Linked DNA regions of Arabidopsis thaliana: region 1 is linked to region 2. The links are chromatin contacts, called in public capture Hi-C maps. All regions are on one chromosome and are shown on one strand. Each heading gives the region's core, a stretch centred on a gene start, on an enhancer-like site or on the middle of the called end of the contact. The rest is flanking DNA. Distances are from core to core; before and after follow the strand shown.

Region 1 (5,213 bases), core at 1,515-4,014, 54 kb after region 2:
TATTAATGTGAAGTTAAAATTATATAATCAATAGCGAAAACGATGGTGTGAACTCATGATTGCATTATATTTGATAATTTGAATATGGCCTGTTTGTTTGATCATTTGGCATTTACATCTAAATGGATCATTTGGATGATGCATTTGAATGATGTTTGTTTGATTATTTAGTATTTTATCTAAATGATGCATTTAAATGAATATTTTTTTGTTTGATCATTTTGTAATTCATCTACATTCTCATTCTAATAAAAATGACTAAAATACCCATGTTATAATTTTAACAAATGACAAATATTTAACATCATTACCAAATATAATTTTAACGAAGAAATGATTTTACGGTTTTGGCGGAAAAAATATGATTTTACGGTTTTGGCGAAAAATATGATAATACGGTTTTGACAGGAAAATATGATTTTAACGTTTTGGTGGGAAAACATGATTTTGTGGTTTTGACGGGAAAATACAATTTTACGGTTTTGGCGGGAAAATAGAATTTACGGTTTTGGCGGGAAAATACGATTTTACGGTTTTGGCAGGAAAATACGATTTTACGGTTTTGGTGGGAAAATATGATTTTACGGTTTTGACGGGAAAATACGATTGTACGGTTTTGGCGGAAAAATACGATTTTGTGATTTTGACGGGAAAATATGATTTTACGGTTTTAGCGGAAAAATATGATTTTGCGGTTTTGTGGGAAAATATGATTTTAACGTTTTGACAGGAAAATATGATTTTTCGATTTTGGCGGGAAAATATGATTTTGCGACTTTGGAGGAAAATATGATTTTGCGATTTTGGCGGGAAAAACGAATTTATAATTTTGACGTAAAATAATAGTCAGTGATTTCACAATTTTTAGAGTTTTTTGGTATAATATGTAATTAAAAAAAAAAAAAATCTATTGAAAATTAACATTATTAAAAGAAGGTATATTTGTCATTTGTTTTTTGGACTAAATCATCTTCATCCAAATGGTTCTACCAAATCCATCCAAATGAGTTTCACAAATTAGCCTAAGTTTAACAGATGAAACATCCAAATGATTTGTTAATTTGTAAAAAACAAACATCATTTTTCATTTTCATCCAGATGATCCATTTGGATGGAGAAACAAACAGGGCCTATATTGATCGCATTTGACCACATGAGGATTTAGAATTTATTTAAAATTTTTAGTTGAAAACTCATTCTTTCATAAACCTTAAAATTATTTAATATATGATCAAACTGAAAAATATAATAATAAATTTAAATTATAGTATATGGAACAATTTGATGGGATACTATTTTTCGTAAATTCTCTCTCATAATTTCTATTATAGTATAGTTATAAGAAACATATTACACTATACTCTAATAAAACAATATCAAATTCTACAAAAAAATAAAATATATATCAAAGCCACAAATTGTACACAAACATTCAACACAAAACGAAATCTTCTTATTTTTATTAAATTTTCTTCTTTTCGTAGAAATTTCCCCTGTTGTTATATATTAATACTTTTTTTTGGTTAATGGTTAATATAAAGAAAAAAAAAATGAAGGATTGTTTTCTCGAGGATGTATTTTAAACAACATGTTAGAATGGATAGATTCATCTGAGAGGATTTGGATTTCACTTTTCCTGAGTCGGATCTTTTTAACCAATGCGTTAGCTAGTAGAAGGAAGAAACTCATTAAGTAATATTATGTAAGCTAAGCATTACAATAACATTTCAACGAGTTTACAAGCTTACGTATGTTGCTGTTTAGAGCATCAATGTTTAAAGACCAGATGCGGCCATATAGCTTTTGCGATATGCGGCTGCGTTTGCTGGAAAAAACATTTCGCTAACTCCCTCAGCCTTGAGATGGGGAACCAACATTTTCAAAGCCAACTAGTGATTCACATTAAACATACAATTGAAAAACGCACAAATTCGATCGATCATCCAATTAAGACATTTGTTTATTTTTATAACGCAAATGTAAACTAACTCATGGTCTAGTAGCTAAAATAATTCATCAAGAAGTTGGAATCATGGTTAGAGTTTTACTGCGATTTAAATCATAGTTGAACACTATATTTTTAATAACAAAATTATTCGATTTGTCACCAGTTTCTAATTTAGTATAGAGTTTGGTTCTAGATTCTCCGATTAAAAATAAAAAGTAAATGTAAATATAAACGAAAGTTAAATTAAAAGAGACCAACCTTCAAGGCCAAGCTTAGAAAGCATGAGTCGTCCTCCTGGCTGCATAAACTCACCCATCATTCTCTCTGGTTCTCTCATATCCCTCTCTATCGCAAGTACTCGGCGCCCGTCCTATATATAATCGGAAATTAGGCATAAGGTTATACATTATGCAAAACCAAAATATTGCAATAGAATTCTACTATGAAACAATAAAAACAATCATATATAGTACTAAACTTATTCCTATCATTTTTGCAAAAGTATGACGCCACTTTACAAACCTTAGCAAGAGAATATGCGAGAGCCGAGCCACCTACTCCAGCCCCGACGATGATAACATCAGCAGCACTGTCTCTTCTCTCCTCTGCTGCCGCATCTGCCAATTCCGGCGCCTTCTTCTTCCTGTTGGTAACGTAGAACACCGTCCAGGTCAGCACGAAGGCGAGTAGCGTCCATAGACAAACGTGCGTAAAGGCCATATCCATATCTATTAGCTAGTTCTCAATATGGTTTAGATTACTATAAAAGGAGTAAAACATGCCTATAAAATGCAAAGTTATATCAGTTTGGACGTGGCATCACCACAATAAAGTTATCTTTTCTGTTGTCCACATAACTCGTTTTCATTGTTGACATAAACAAATGATATTTATATACATTTCAGATACAAACACAAGACATTGACCACCCTAATAAATGATTTTGTTAGTATATAGAAGGTACCGCTTAAATTATTGACATCTTTGAAAATATTGAATGACGATTTTAAATAGTAAGGAAATTAGCTAAATCTGAATATATCAATCAATTGTTTGATAACAGAAGGTCGGTCCAGAAGTTAGTGTAACAACCCGCCTCGTGAGACCCGCACACGTGGCCACTCTCTGCCACGTGGCATCCTGTTAGCTCTGCAGCGCATCGACCCTAACCCCTCACCTTGGGCTACCAAAGCCCTGGGTCACCAAAGCCCTTGGGCCACTAAAGCCCACAGGTAGGTTATTGGTGCGCTTGGCGTTCCTCGAACCCAAGTCAATTGGTAACAGCTTGTCCTTTGGGAAAGTTGTTAAAGGATGAGGTCTTGGGTTCGAGGAACGCCAAGCGCACCAATAACCTACTTGTGGGCTTTGGTGGCCTAGGGCTTTGGTGGCCCAAGGTGAGGGGTTAGGGTCGATGCGCTATAGAGCCCGCAGGATGGCACATGACAAAGAGTGGCCACATGTGCGGGTCCCACAGAGCGGGTTATTACAGTTAGACACAAGAAGCCATCGCTTAGAGAATCACATTATAACATAAGAACAAAACTTATAGTTGTGGATGAAACATCCAAAATTCTTTTGGAAACATTGGACCGGCCTCGAGTAATGAAACGAAATGATATTTTAGGCATACTACAGTTTAGATTTTTTCATATTATTTTTCACAATGTATTCCTCCAGTTTCTATGCGGACACAAATCAAATTTCGTTTTAGCTAATGCTGGTTTCTTTAACGTTTGAAGAGATGATGCATCTATTTTTGGTGCATGTTTGTTATGTACACGATTTCACAAACAAACATACATGGAAACCAAAGTAACATATACTTACGTATTAATCTATATGTAGTATCAAAACTCTTCCACGGTAAAGACTCATGTTTTACATAGTGCATGTGTATATTACGTAGCTAGATATAGGTACTGAGGTACACTATTGTTTATAGGAAAATCACATTAAAAATCTAGTCGTATTTAGTCATTTCAATAAATACACATGGTTTCTTTTGGGTTTGTATGCATATACGAACACAAAGCACTTATTTATTTGTTCTTTTAAGAAAATGTCAATTTATATTCAAAAAGACAAAGCACTTATTAAAAGAACGAGCAAATTTGATACACCTTTTCTCTGTGAAAATTTGAATATATAAATAAAAGTGATGGGTTTTACAAAAGTTATGGGTTAACAATTTCCTTGTGAACAAATAGACATTTAGTGCAATATAAGGATCCCATGCTTCTAGATGGATCTTTAGCAAGAAAGACCATTAATGTGATGCTTCGAAGATGCTAAACAAGATCGAAAGATAGGACCGGTTGGCGACGTGGAACAACCTCGCACATCAACACGAAAGCGAGTAGCATCCATAACCACAAGTACAGAAAAACCATATCCATTACGGTTTAGTGATTAATTGCGTGATAAATTACTCTATGATATAGTTTATAAGTTTTAGACAAAAAAAGAAAAACTGATATAGTTTATAACTGAATTCAGAAAAGTGAAGTGGTATATATATAGAGAGAATTGATCAGAAATAGTTTCAGTAGGCACGAACGTTGTCATCGTATTATATCAAAGTTTTAAATAAGCAATTAAAAACAGATATATATATCAGATTAACCATGTAATTTTCTGTTTCAGTTTCATTTACACGTTTAGCCAGAGTCGTGCTAATGTATATGAAGACCGGATGACTAAAAAATGTCCAATATGTATAAAACGAAACTTTTCAAAGTAAATACAGTAAGAAAACAAAAATAAAAGAACAGAGAAACAAAAAATTAGCTCCAATAATACATGTGTGAAGCTAAAAAAAAAGAGCATTACTTGTAACAACAAAAATAATTCACACATATAACATTCAAAAGTTTATTTTTTTGTGTTTAGAACTTTTCCCCGTTACATACTAATAATTATAAGCACTGCAATACACGTTTACCAAATGCACAATCACATAGATTCGTGCTCCATATATATTGCGATTGAGAGCATCAAAGTTTAGAGAGTGGTTGCAGCCATATAGCTTTTGTGATACGCGGCTGCATTTGCTGGAAACAACATTTGGCTAACTCCTTCAGCTTTGAGATTGGGAACCAACATTTTCATGGCCAACTAGTGATTCACATAAAACATACATAACCAAAAAAACATCAATTCCGAATAGTAATTAGCATATAAAAAAGCGTAGAAAAAAAAGAAGGAAACAAATCTACTTGATATATAGAGAGATATATTGACTTACACCAAAAAGCTTGAGGCTATG
Region 2 (5,349 bases), core at 1,202-3,701:
GTAATTTAAGGTTTTCCTATTAAAGTAATTTATCATCTATTAGATTGGTCTAATCGGTTGATGTAAATTATGTAACTGATCAAATCTCATTGAAGATATATTCAATTATTATATCCTTCAATTATATGCTAGACTAATTGATCTTATTTTGCTTTTAACACGTACATGATCCATACATATTCAAAGATATAGCTTTGGGAATATCCTCTGTAATCGGACAAACTAATAGCTTAACTGGTTAATTTATTCAATAGCTTCAATACAGAAATTAAATAATGATAAATACTAAATAATTGAGTATTTGATCTCAAATGTAGGAAATCTGTGAAAGCGTTAGATGAAAAGGACTTGAATTTATATCAGATATGTTTATCTTAAATTTATTAGGATACTAATAAGATGGGTATTTTGAGTTTTACAAAAACAAATTGCATATGAAATTACTTCAGATATTTGTTTGAAAGTTTATAATGGTCTAATTTCGATGATATAATTTCTCATTAACCTTGTATGGATGATGCAAGCAGAAAAAAAAAGTAGAGAAGAAGGATATTCATAGGGAGACAGTATTTATTCTTCCTTCCTAACAATTTATAAAGGAGTGAACGACAAAAATAGGTGAAAAGGTGAATAGGTTTTGATAATATATGAAGCTGTAATATGAATGGCCGTGGACCCATATGACTTGATAATTGCTGTTTCTTTTAGAGTTGTGTGAGTCACTGAGTCCTTAAAGCTGGCATCTTCTAGTTGCCGGCCCAAAAATGACCCCTCATGGCTAATGCAATGCAACTTGAAAATTTAAGATACAAAACAAATTGCCTAAGAAAATTCAAAAAATTCTAAATTTGCAAACAAAATGAGAAAACAAGAAACAGGAGTTACGGCCAAAATAAAAACTTTAATTTCAGAGAAGTAGACATTCTGCTAGATCACTACCATTTATGTATGTGTGTTCCGAACGTATCTCCGGTATATGATAGACGACTGGTTCACCTAGGGGATGCTTTGGTCTAGCTAGTTTCAATAATAACAAATGGAACTATAATTAGCAGCCAAACTTTGGTCAAATACAAAAGGAAAATCATAGTATATACAAAACAAAACAAAAATAATAAAAGGCATGCATGTTTTAGTGAATGTCATATAATTATCCGTTGGAGATTACCCAACCAGGGGGAAATGGAAACAGCTCTATATACTCCAATTTATCTCTTAAAGATCTTACGCCTTTCTCATTGAATTCATACACGAGAATGCTTTCAAGTTCATATGAGTTAGATCCTCCCCACAAGTCCATGAAGATTATAGAGTTAGCCCTAAACCCTGGAATTTCAGTAGCCAAGCATGAGAAGGTACAATAATGCTCCAAGAACAACACACGACCGTCCATATCTTCCACTTGATCCCAATCGTTTCTTTCCTCGTTTAACTCTGATATTTCGAACCATATCTTTTTCTCACGGATATTTGGTATGTGAAAATCGTATCGGCTCTTTGTGCACATCTCTACGAGAATGAGTTTGTCCCCTGTCATTAAAAGCTGTTGGAGATAACGAATGAAATAAAAAGACTTGTAAATTTTAGTTTTGTTCCAAGTTGCATGAAATACAAGATATAAAAATGTTGGTCGTCTCCTTACCCAACGTTTCCTTGTCTTATCACAAGGTCTTGACCGCTGAAATGTATTCACTTCTAGTGTTGGATCTACCACTGTTGTTTTTCCGGTGCGATCTATCGCGTAAAACTTGCCTTTAAATGGAACTATCCCTTCAAAAAATGAATCGGGTGTTATCTCGAGCTCAGTCCAACGGTTATCGACTGACCTATACATTGCGAGACCATTGAATGAGAGCTTCCCTAGAATCATATATTCGTTTTTCTCTCTGTTTAGACCCATAAATCCGATACGTTCTTCACATTTTGAAATGCATTCAAATAATTCAAACCATTCGCTGTAACAAGCCACATGTTCTTGCGCTAGCTCAAAGATTTGACAATTGAGCAAATCAATAGATAGACTTGGATACAAGCATCCATACGCAGAGGAGTTTCTTCTTAAGAACAAACTATGTAGAACAACTTCTCCATTCTCTTTAGCTTGTAGTTTAAACATCCTGGCAGGAGAAAATTATCATCTATGTATCATCAAGATTCAAGAATCAATACAAGAAACAGATTTTATTACCAATATTGGGGACGGTCACGATTAGGACACTTGAGAAGGTAGACACGGCTGCTCAAGATATGGCAATCATCACCACAACCGCCGGGATCAAGGGGAAGAGGACATCTAAGTGATGTCATGTGTCTGAATTTGAGGAGACTAGAGGATCGCCAAAAGGAACAAACTGACCGAAAGTGGATCAGATCAAAGGGATTGTCGATTTTAAGGGAGATCAAGTGGAGAATCTCCGGTGGCAACTCCGACCATTTTACCATTTTATTCTCTGAGTGATTATAGACTTGGTCTGATAATAATGTAGAGCTAAAAGCCTAAAACTAAACGTGTTGACTTTCTCTGTTGCTCTCTTGATTGAGGAAATGCGTTGACTTTATTACTTGACGTGTACTACAAGCTGTAACAATCCCTGCTTGTGTTCGATTCAGTTTTCTGAAAGTTTAACAAATTTGAGGAGAAATTCGAATGAGTGTATGATTATAGAGATCATTTTTTTTTTGTTTTTGCTTTCAAATTGCCTAACGGTTTTTTCAAAATCCGAAAATAACCAACACTTGATTGGTGTATTTTAAATAATCTATATGGATTTTTTTTTTTAATATGGATTTTCGAAACTATAATTCACCTAGGATTTGTATTTTTGTATTGTAGTTTCAGAATTTCTACATTAATCATAAACTGACAAGATCCTAGACAAGAAAACGAGATCTTATAGATGTGCGGAAGCGAAACGTTGTGTTTGCTATTAAGGCTGAGAAAATCGAGCTAATCAACGTCCAAGTACGGTGTACTTATTCAAGTGGCTGAAGAAGCAATTGTAGCAAAACCTGTCTTGGCAACAAATTTGGTTCCTGATTTGATCATTTTGCTCTTCATACTTGAGTTTCAAAATCAGATTCTTACTGAGTAGAACAAAACACAGGTTTTGATTGTATCGAGCATTTCTAATGAATGTATTAAAAACACTTTTATTGATTGGATCAATTTCATTAGACAAAATAAGACTTGGAGATATATTACAAGGAATCGAAAGGTAACAATGCAGTAACTAAAGTAGACCAAACAACAAACAAGATTCATGTCAAAAATGCTAAGTTTTCATACTATAGTACATACGGTTATAATGATCTGAAACAATATATGGAACAAGTTACTAATAAGGAACACTAATTTTCTTAATCAAACTCTTAGACAAAAAAGAAGTCCAGAATCTCCTGAAATTAGATCGCTGTGCGTGTTGATCAATCAAGTTATAGTCTCAACCGACACAAGAAACTTAGCAGAGACAGAGAGCAAGGGAAGAGCTACTCTGTTCCATGGCAAAGCAGAGGATTCCACAGCACCTAAACGACCAAAGAGTAATGTTGTCGCCTTCTTTCAATCTGTTAGCCTCAACGATGTCGTTCCACCCACAAATCAAATTGTAACTCCAGCTTCCTTTACCTGATTCCTTCTTCATCTCCCATCTCTTTAACATCACACCCCACTTTTTACACCGTTGATCCACGAGAATCGCTCCCACTCCAATCTTGTTATTGTTGTTGATGTCTTCGTTTATGATTATGGACTCCACAGACGTCAGGAAATCGTTTCGGAGTAAGTTGTTGAAAGGCATTGAGAGACGGTTCTTTGTTGGGTTTACATCAGTCACGAACAGAGTCTTCTCAAAGATCAATTTAGCGTCTTTGGCTTCTTTCATGTTTGTCATCACCTTGACAAGCCACTCAGGTGTCTCTCTCGCCGTTTGTGAAAAAGGAGCAACATTTGCTTTCTTGACTCCACCACTACGCTTCCTTTGTTCCACAGCACGTCTCTTGCGGCTTGTGTTCTCCATTAGGCACAAAGACATAGTACATGGGAAATTAGGGTTTGGTGGGTCTTTCGTCTCCGTCTTTTGGTACTCAGCCGTCTTGTGACCAAAGAGTCCGAGTGAAGAACAAGGTTCTGAACTAGGGTTTTGTAATGTTTTTGTCTCGGAATTAGCGGCAATGAAACATGAAGAGGATAGCCCTTGAAGATGGTTTTGTGGGTCTTCGATCTCAGAATCGGTAGGGAACTGGTTAAGATCGATAAGCGATGAAGAAGTAGAAACCCTAATAAGATTTTGTTGTCTCTTCACCAAAGACGATCTTGTTTTTCTCGGGAAGAGACAAAAGATTCTCTTCTGGAATTCTTCTTCTTCTTCAGAGACAATCTTACGACGTTGTTCTTCTTCTTCTTCTTCATATAACATAACCGCCGCATCAACCAGTACACAGAAATTCGACCACAGGTCTTTACCTGAAGCCGTGAGATGATCGTCATCATCGTGATAGATACTAGTCATTGTGAATTTTTGATAGAATCGAAAACTCAAGTTCTTCTGAGAGCAAATCGTGAGACACAAGGAAATTAGAGAATCTGAGAGAAACTGAGAATGAGAGAGTCTCTATTGCATTATATAATAATACTTGCGCTCTCTGCTTACATCAAATTTAGGGTTTCCTTTTTTCTTTGAGTTTAGTTGTTTAATTACTGTGATTAGTAACTAATTAGCCGTTGTCTGATTTTATTTTCGTTAATAGCTAACCTTATAATTACGATATAGTCCTTGTCTCGGTATTTCCTTTTTCTAGGTGTGTGAGAGTCTCTCATTCTCACTTTATGAATACAAATGTAATTAAACAACTAAACTAAGATACAATCTTTTGAAGTGGGTTTTATGAATGTAAAAAAGTTATTAGTGACAAAATACAAAAATAAGAGTTACGATAAAGAGATGAGATTTATGTAAAACTATTTGGACAGATCATATATTTATGTATAAATTGGGATAAATTTCAATGCTCTCTTAACCCAGAGACTTGAAGAATTAATAAGGTCTTCTGTATAAATTGTATAAACTATATTAACCCAGAGACTTGAAGAATTAATAAGTCTATTAACCCTTAGACTTGAAGATCATATATTTATGTATAAACAGTGTCAAGAATTAATTGGAAAACAATGAAACAACATGAGACCCCCCCCCCCCCCCCCCACACACACACACACACACCAATCTCCAATAAGCCAACCTTGAAATTGCTTGTCTGACCACAAACGATCTTTAACGTTAGCAGGAGTGTTAGTTCATGTCTGACTGGTGAGGGCACTTTCATTGATACACGAGAAATTGCAGTTTGAAT

What was found. Capture Hi-C pulls out chosen DNA fragments and counts their contacts.
Region 1: a capture Hi-C map of shoot shows a contact between it and region 2, with 2.2 times the contacts expected there. The contact joins the promoter of AT5G24155 here to the promoter of AT5G24040 in region 2. A contact is called at or near these places in 2 of 3 other capture datasets (root and shoot).

Annotation. Positions count from the first base shown.
Region 1 is chr5:8,178,343-8,183,555 of TAIR10.1, forward strand. It overlaps AT5G24155 (FAD/NAD(P)-binding oxidoreductase family protein), which reads right to left and starts at 2,765. Exons shown (of 3, transcript NM_147909.3): 1 at 2,471-2,765; 2 at 2,207-2,318; 3 at 1,361-1,825. The coding sequence starts at 2,674. The coding sequence ends at 1,776. SQE6 (squalene monooxygenase 6) reads right to left here. Exons shown (of 8, transcript NM_122321.5): 7 at 5,193-5,213; 8 at 4,575-5,062. The coding sequence ends at 4,949.
Region 2 is chr5:8,124,895-8,130,243 of TAIR10.1, forward strand. It overlaps AT5G24040 (F-box SKIP23-like protein (DUF295)), which reads right to left and starts at 2,452. Exons shown (of 3, transcript NM_122309.2): 1 at 2,189-2,452; 2 at 1,643-2,117; 3 at 1,055-1,543. The coding sequence starts at 2,442. The coding sequence ends at 1,151. It overlaps AT5G24050 (plant-specific B3-DNA-binding domain protein (DUF313)), which reads right to left and starts at 4,508. Exons shown (of 1, transcript NM_122310.1): 1 at 3,459-4,508. The coding sequence starts at 4,508. The coding sequence ends at 3,459. It overlaps AT5G24060 (Pentatricopeptide repeat (PPR) superfamily protein), which reads right to left. Exons shown (of 11, transcript NM_001203447.1): 11 at 5,085-5,349.